Linked DNA regions of Sus scrofa: regions 1 and 3 are each linked to region 2. Evidence: chromatin contacts called from public HiChIP or PLAC-seq data. All regions are on one chromosome and are shown on one strand. The core of a region is the stretch at or near the end of the contact, and the rest is flanking DNA. Distances in the headings are between cores, read along the strand shown.

Region 1 (2,700 bases), core at 149-2,648, 300 kb after region 2:
ACAAGTTCTACAGAGAAAAGTGCTACATGCTTTAAATTAACATCTGTCTCCACGGATGAATGACAATCTCCCCGCCCCCCCCCGGGGGGGGCGGGCCTGGGCCCAGTTTTGCTCACTGCTGGGGCCTCAGTGCACCCAGCACAGAAGTGAACCAACCGTCCGGTACTAATTATAGGTACTAATAAGCAAAGATCACCTGGTGGGTATAGACTGTACTTAGTTGGACAGTGTAATTCATGATAATTATGAACTTAACCTCAGGCAGCTATCCTGAACACAAGGACGTGTATGTGTTGGGTCTTTGTACCCTCCTGAACTGCACTGCAAAGACAAAGTGGTCCTCCGCAATCAACATGCACGCACGCTTGGAAATATTTAAATAGTAGTAATAACACAAGCAAATTAATACGTTAAATAGAATCAATTACACTACAACGGTCTTTCACGCAAATTATTCTTTAAACTACTTCCAAATTTCTTTAGCCACACCTTTAAACCACCTTCTCTTGGATCCAGTTACTTCACTGGGTACTTAAGCATACCTTTCATACAAAAATTCCTTCTTTTCTCAGTAAGCAGATGCTGGGAATCGATGACAGAGACAAATATGCCCAAGTGGTAAAGTCTACCTTCGCATAAAATGTGAACGCAGTGGAAAGGCATAGTAAAGGGACTGTAATAGGGTGAGAACAAATAAGACAATTTCTCTAAAGGAGAACCAGACCCCAGGTTCACCACATTAACACAAATTAGTACGTGGCACTCCTTGGCTCAAAACCATCCATCACTATTTTGTGGGCATTTCAAGTTCCTTACCATCTAGGCCCAACCCACATTTCCAGCCTCATGGCCAGTACTCCTCCCCATAAACGTTTGCTTCTGCCACACCGACTTCTCTCTGAGGCCCACAGTCTGTAGACGTATACACACGTCACCCCTCCTCTAGGAATGCAGCCTAGCCCCTCACTCCTACCGCAAGGCCCAGCTCTCTGTTTCCACAAACTTGCTGTGAGTTGTAATCTACCCCGGCAGCTGCTCTGCACCGGGAGCGGGACGCGGCGGGGAGAGCAGGGGAATGTCGGGGACGGGGGGTGGGGGGACGCCCGGGTGGGAGGAAGGGGAATGTCTGGGAAGGGGGACACTCAGGTAGGGGGCTGCCGGAGGCGTGTGCCAACGGGGCTGTCAAGACAACCACATGCTCCGCCACACAGCCGCTCGCGGGAGATGATACTTCCTCGCTGGGCAGAAAGACCCTGCCGCCGCCGCCGCCCCCGCCAGCCAGTAACCTCTAAGCCGAGAAGCCCACCGACCCGCTCTTACCTGCGCGGATCTCCCTCGCAGCGCAGCGGCGCCAACCAGCCTGCACAGCGCCTGCGCGAGCCCGAGGGTTGCGTCTCCCCTCCTCCGGCCGGCGAGGGTTGTGATTGGTCCGGAGCGCCGCCCGGGGAGGAGTGCGGCCTCCGATTGGCCGGCCTCCGAGCGGCGTCCGCCCACCCGTTTTGAACCAGAGCGCGGGGCGGTGGCTGCGGTTTCCAGTCGGGTTCAGTGGGTCGCAGGGGTAAGGATTGCACATCGCTTCCAGAAGCTCCGTGGGAGTAACTGGTCAGGAGAAGGAACTGCAAGCGAGGTTCCTCGCCGTAGGGTCAGACCCGCGGACGGCGCTCTGGGGATTCCCCGGAGCCCGAGAAGCGCGGGGATTCCGGGCCGGGTTCCGACTCTGGGCGCGGGGACCTTGCGCGGTGCTCGGACGCCACGGCGGGCTGGAGACCACACCCGCCTTCGCTTCCTGCTCCGGCTGCGGGAGAGCTGCCAGTCTTCCTAAACGTGCGAGCCAGTGCAGTTTGACCGCTGCTCTGACAGCTGCCGAAATTTCTGCGTTCCGCCCAAATCGGTGTTAAGTAGCCCCCTGGTTCCTTGCGGCCGCCCTCTCTCCGCCGGAGACCCACGGCCCCCCACCCCCGAGACCGTCCACGGTACTACCCGGTGCTGTCCAATCTAGTCTCCCGTTAGCTGTTGGGGTTTTCCCTTTACTGTTAGCGTTGCCTCATTGTAGGGAGGTGTTTTCTGTCGTAATCCCTTCACTGTTTCCACCCCGATTGTAACTGTGGTTGTATTATAATTTTATTACAGTTACAGTTCTGTCCTCCGAGCTGAAATTGATTGTTTTCTTGGGTGGTTTTCTGAAAATCGAGTCTTTTATTCTTTTTCGTCCTCACCAGCGGCATTTGGAATTCTCAGGCCAGGGATCAAATGTGAGCTGGAGCTTGTGACCCACACCACGGCCGCAGCAACTCGGGATCCTCAACGCACTGCGCTGGGCCAGGAATCAAACCTGAGCCTCCACAGAGACAACCCGGGTCATTAAGCCAACTGTGCCACAGTGGGAACTCCCTGAAAATCAAGTCTCTAAAATATCTTTTAGAAAAACCAGGAGCTATGTTGAGTCTGGTGGAAAGGAGAGATGATATGATAAAACAAGTCAATACCTGTAGTTTTGGCAACAGAAAGAATTGGATAAAAGGAAGGAAGGAGGGAGGGAGGGAGAAGGAAGGAAGGAAAGAAGGAAGGAAGAAAAGTAAAAGAAAAAGAATTCTAGGGGGTAAATGTACAGCTTCCATGTGTCCACCAGAGGGAGGTATGTTAACTGGTGAGAACAGAGGCCACGCTGATTTTCATAACCTGTGTGTACCAGTGTCATTG
Region 2 (2,700 bases), core at 138-2,637:
CTAGATCCTCTGCCCATCTTTCTTTCTTTCTTTCTTTCTTTCTTTCTTTCTTTCTTTCTTTCTTTCTTTCTTTCTTTCTTTCTTTCTTTCTTTCTTTCCTTTCTTTTTGTCTTTTTAGGGCCACACCCGCAGCAGACGGAGGTTCCCAGGCTAGGGGTTGAATCGGAGCTGTAGTCACTGGTCTCACCACAGCCACAGCAGCCCCAGATCCGAGCTGTATCTGAGACCCACTACAGCTCATGGCAATGCTGGATCCTTAACCCACCGAGTTGAGGCCAGGGATCAAACCCACATCCTCATGGAGACTAGTCAAGTTTGTTACCACTGAGCCACAACGGGAACTCCCCTCTGCCCATTTCTAATCAGATTGTTTGTTTGACGTTGAATCGTATGTGCTCTTTATGTATTTTGGATATTAGCCTCGTATAGCATATATCGTTTGCAGATAGCTTCTCTCATGAGGTGGGGGAAGTCACTTGGATTTAGCATGCCTCCGCCACTCACTGCCTCTGTCACCTGGACACTTTAATAACTTCCTTGAGTCCTAGTTTCTCTGTCTATAAAAGGGACTGGCAACACCAGTGAACCTGGTTTAGCTCATGGGATTGTGGGGAACCGCAAATGAGGGACATGTCCAAGCACCCTGAGGGCTAAGGGAGGCTATGGATTTTCTCCCCAGAAAATTTTGGTCCCCTGCATGTTCCCGGTCCGTGTGGCCCTGCAGTAGGGGCCTGGCCACCAACACACAGTACAAACTTAGCAGGAGACTGAAAGAGGTCTCGCTGTAAGGAACTCTGGCCCTTGCTCTGCCCTGCTTTCCTGCAGCATCTCTGCGGGGCTGCTCTAGAAGAAAGGGGTTTTCACTCTCAAGGCCGTCTGACTGGATGGGTCCCAGGTGGCCCCAGCGGCCAGCCACCCGGAAGCGTGAGGCCATAGGCTGGCGCATGCCAGCGCTGACCACTCGGAGGGGGAAGGGGCCGCTCAGGGAGCCAATGCAGCTGGCAGGGTCCAGGCCTGTGGGCTCGACGGGGACAAAGCTGCTCTGAGCCGCCTCTCAATGGGCGCCTGTGTTCCGCGGTGGGGGCAGGGTGCTCCGGGCCTCCTCCTGCTCCTCCCCGCCGCCGCAGGACGTCTTCGGCTGGACACTGGGGCAGAAGTGGTCCCGCACAGGGAAGGTCCGGGTCGGCCCCTGTGCCTGGGCTTTCGGAGATGGCACCAGGATCAGGGCTTCTGGGGCCCAGAACGCTGATTGGGCCGAGGCAGGGGGCGGGCCCAGGCCCGGCGGGCCCCCACTGTGCCCAGCCGCTTGGTCGCGGGAGCCCGCGCGGGGCGTGGCCAGGGGCGTGGCCGGCGTGGACCCCGGACGGGCGGGGCGCGGGGACAGATCACCGAGGACCAGCCGAGCCCGCCCCGAGGAGGCGGGGAGGAGCCGGGCGGGCGCGCTGGCCCCGCGGAGCTGGGCGGCCGGCGTTGTCCTGCGCGCCCGGCGGCCGCTCCACGCGCCCCGCTATGCCGCCCGCGGGGCTCCGCGGGGCCGCGCCGCTCGCGGTGATCGCGCTCCTGGTGCTGGGGGCGCCCCTGGGTAAGGGCCGGGGGCCGCGGGCGTGGCGCGCGCGGGGGAGGCCCTGGAGGAGGCGGTGCCCGGGCGTGGCGGGGTCCGTGGGAGAGGAGGGCAAGAGTGGGCTGACCCCGGGGGGGCCGCTCCAGGCAGAGGCCTCTGGGCTCAGGGACCAGGGCAGACCTTCGGGTGGTGAGAGTAGGGCGCGCGGGAGGGGGGCAGCCAGAGACCCGGCCCGGTGGCCACTGGGCACCCGCACCCCTGTCTGCAGCGCTAGCCGGCGAGGACTGCCTCTGGTACGTGGATCGGAATGGCTCCTGGCAGCCGGGCTTTAACTGCGAGTTCTCAACCTTCTGCTGCGGGACCTGCTACCAGCGCTACTGCTGCAGAGACCCGACCTTGCTCATCACCGAGAGGCAGCAGAAGCACTGCCTGGCCTTCAGGTGGGCTCCTCCCCTCCTTGTCCACCTCCACATTCTTAGCCCAGACCCAGGCTCCGGCTAGGGGACAAGGCGAATCTTGAGTGTCCAGCTTGGGAATTCCAGGAGGGGCCGTTAGTAAACACGTCAAGTGCTGGTGGGGCTGAGCCCTCCCCTTGGCCCTGCCCTGGCTGCAGAGGGAGGGTGCAGGGTCAGCGCCAGGGCCGGTGTCGTTCTGCCAGGAAGGCAGGAGACCCAGTCTCATGCCTCACTAGCTGCGTGGTCTTGCAGAAGACACGTCCTGGGTGGGTCACTTTCCTCTTCATTGAAACCAGGCCGGGACGGGGGGCGGGGGGTGCCACAGTTAGTGGTTTTCCAGCGTCTTTTTGAAGGGGCCTGCTGACATATAAAACAGGTACAAGAAGACCCATTGCAGTGGGATTTTAAAAAACAGCTCTGGATCATTGCCCAGGGGACTTGCAGGGCTCACGGTCAGAAGTCTAACCGGTTAAGTTGCTGCCGTAGGGCGCCCACTGCAAATCCCCAGAGGCCACTCGCTGGCCAGCAGGCGCCTGGCCTTCCGGGAAGCGTGGTTCCCTAAGATCCCCTGCGGGGTTCCGCAGAGCCCACCAGGAACCCCAAATCTCAGCTCTCTGTGGCCCCCTGCTGGCCAGGAGTCCAAGCACAGCTTTCAGGTCACCCTGTGAGGACTTTCTGCTTGAG
Region 3 (2,700 bases), core at 122-2,621, 290 kb before region 2:
ACTGAGCGTGAGAGGGAGGCGACCTGTTTAAGGCCACGGGTTCAGGATCAGGATCAGTTCCCCTTCCAACAACCTCTCACCGAGTGGGTTGCCGTGTTCACCAGAGCCGGGTGTACGGACCTCTGGGGGTAGGAGCCCAGGTGACGCCCTCTCAGCTGGGTGGGCCTAACCATCCACTCACACCCAGGGGCAGGGGTGCCCCCGCCTCCGGGGAGCTGAGCCACCCAGCCTCCTGCCTAGACCCAGATTTGATTAGATCACAACTGTTTGCAGAATTTGCACAACACTCTGGGGCCTGTGAGAGCAGATAAAACGCCTGCCTCGTGGTTGCTGGTGGGGCAATGGACTGCAACTTTCTCTAAGTGTGTTCCCCACTTCAGGGACTGAGGCCACCAAGCACTGTGGGTCCCTTCAGGCTCTGCGATGGTCCCCACTCCTTTAGACGAGCCGGCGGGGGCGGGAGTGAATGGGGCGCGCGCAGTGGGAGGTGGGGGGCAACTCCATCTAGTCTTTTGAAAAGAGTGAAACCAGCACCTGCGCTGCGCAGGGCAGGGCGCAGCTGCCACGGGCGGGCCCCCGAGGCCCGACGGTCCCCACCCTGCCCGCGGGCGCGTTCCCCCAGGGCAGAAGGGCGGGGGCTGCAAGAGGCTCCCACCCCCGCCGGACAACAAGCGTCAGTGCGCGCAGAATGGCCCATTGTTCCGCCTCGGGACCCGCAGGCGGTGGGGGGCGCCGGGCCGTCCCGGGACAGGGGCACGTGGGGGCCCTTTGTGTCCGGGGAACCCGGAGCGGGGAGGAGCCCCGCGCCTCCTGGAAAGAAACCCGCGCGGCCACTTGGCCCCACTCCTCGGCCTGCGCGGGCCCCGGCCGCCCGGTGTCGCGTCTACCCTCCCCTGCAGCCTCCCGAGAGGTGGCGGGACAAGAAGGCCGGGGGCGTCCAGCGCGCGCGGAGCCGGGGCGCGCAGAGGAGCCAGGGCGCTCGGGGGTAGGGGCGGAGGTTGCAGCGGAGCCCAGCGGGGTGGCCCAGAGGGGCTCGGCGAGACCCCGCGCACTCACCTGGCGGCGGTGGTGGCTGGGCTTTCGGTAGCGGCAGCGACAGCGGGCGGCGCTCTGGAAGCGGGGCTGGGCTCGTCCGGCCCGCGCGCCGTTTTGTTCCGCTCCCGGGGGGCGTGTCCCGGCCACGCCAACCAGTGGGCTTTGCACACTGCACCACACCAGCGCCGATGTCACCACACCGGGGCTGATGTCACCGCATCGGCGCTAAGGTCTTGGCGCAACCCCCCAACCCCCCAGCGGGGTCCCCAGGCCCGGGGCGACCCGGCTGCGCCCGGGGGACCCCCTGTGCCCCCGCCACGGAGGAAGCCGCGTCTCGCACGTGCCCGGAACTTCTCAGGGTTTCCTGGCGGCCGGATGCGAGAGGGTGGAGACACAAGTCTGAGAGCTAAGACTTCTGATAAAACCTGCGCCACAAGAGAAGGGGCGGGCGTGGATGGCGGTGGGGACGGTGGTGGGGTCTCACTTGTTCTGGCGGCAGGGTGGCAAGGACACATCTGAGCACCAGGGTAAGAGAGGCCTGAGTTCGGATCCCGCCCCTTCCGTGTACTAGCTGTTGCCCTGGCCTAGATTCCAAATCACCCCCCACCCCCGCCCACAGGCTCCGCATCTGTGAAGGAGCTGTAATCCACAGGGAAGGGGTGTGTTTTGGGGGGAGACGGGGCAGATCTTCTAAGCCTTCTACGCCCTCAGCAGTGGCCCTCGGTGAGTGTAACGCCCTCCTCCAGCAGCTCTTCCTTCTGGGCTTCCCCAATCTCCCCTGCTCTCCAAAGGAGGCTGCCCCACCCCTCCCCCAGAACAGCAGCTCTGAAAAGTGGGTGCCGCCCTCAGCAGCTCCCAGCCCTTCCTGTGCCTGCAGCAGCGGGCATCTCAGAGGTCAGAGCCGCCCGCTCCCTGCAGAGCTGTTCCTGGGTCAGGATAGAACCTCCACCTCTGTCCTGGGCAGAACAGCCCAGAAACCTGGGGCTCTGGAGGGAGAGGGAGTCACCCCCTGGCAGAGGGGTCCTGGTGGGGGGCAGAGCGAGCCCAGCTCTAAAGGAAGGTGCCGGAGTTCCCCTCGTGGCTCAGTGGTTAACAAATCCAACTAGGAACCATGAGGTGGCAGGTTCGATCCCTGGCCTTGCTCAGTGGGTTAAGGATCCGGCATTGCCGTGAGCTGTGGTGTGGGTAGCAGACGTGGCTCAGATCCCGCGTGGCTGTGGCTCTGGTGTAGGCCAGTGGCTACAGCTCCAATGAGACCCCTAGCCTGGGAAACTCCATATGCCACGGGAGTGGCCCTAGAAATGGCAAAAAGACGAGGAAAAAAAAAAAAGAAAAGAAAAAAATAAAAGAAGGTGCCATCTGCTCCCCCAAGTCCTGTTCGGAGGAACACGGAGACCTGAGAGAGACTGAGAACTTAGGGAGACAAAGCACTTCTTTGGGTCCGCGGTGTCGTAGCTCATTCACTGCATTTCCAGGTCGAATGGCACCCTTTGCACTGGGAGCACACCGAGTGGGGTGCAAACCACACTCAGACCTCGGCGCACATTTCGCTGTGCTGTGCCTGCTCCCCGGGTGCCCTGCTGTTTGCCCTCATGGGCTCCAGTGTCTCTGAGAAGGAAGCCTCCTCTCGCCCATGGCTGTGGCCCCGGGGGCAGGTCTTGGAGG

The links. HiChIP or PLAC-seq counts read pairs in DNA pulled down with a chosen protein or histone mark.
Region 1: an H3K27ac HiChIP or PLAC-seq map of alveolar macrophages shows a contact between it and region 2. The contact joins the promoter of UBE2T here to the promoter of SHISA4 in region 2. A contact is called at or near these places in 2 of 2 datasets of contacts at active chromatin or transcription factors (alveolar macrophages and skeletal muscle).
Region 3: an H3K27ac HiChIP or PLAC-seq map of alveolar macrophages shows a contact between it and region 2. The contact joins the promoter of CSRP1 here to the promoter of SHISA4 in region 2. A contact is called at or near these places in 2 of 47 Hi-C or Micro-C datasets (embryonic fibroblasts and heart right ventricle) and 2 of 2 datasets of contacts at active chromatin or transcription factors (alveolar macrophages and skeletal muscle).

What each region holds. Positions count from the first base shown.
Region 1 is chr10:24,457,687-24,460,386 of Sscrofa11.1, forward strand. It overlaps UBE2T (ubiquitin-conjugating enzyme E2 T), which reads right to left and starts at 1,399. Exons shown (of 6, transcript XM_021064545.1): 1 at 1,321-1,399.
Region 2 is chr10:24,157,261-24,159,960 of Sscrofa11.1, forward strand. SHISA4 (protein shisa-4) reads left to right here and starts at 1,388. Exons shown (of 5, transcript XM_021064525.1): 1 at 1,388-1,582; 2 at 1,830-2,001. The coding sequence starts at 1,510.
Region 3 is chr10:23,862,649-23,865,348 of Sscrofa11.1, forward strand. It overlaps CSRP1 (cysteine and glycine-rich protein 1), which reads right to left and starts at 1,372. Exons shown (of 6, transcript XM_003357676.4): 1 at 1,057-1,372.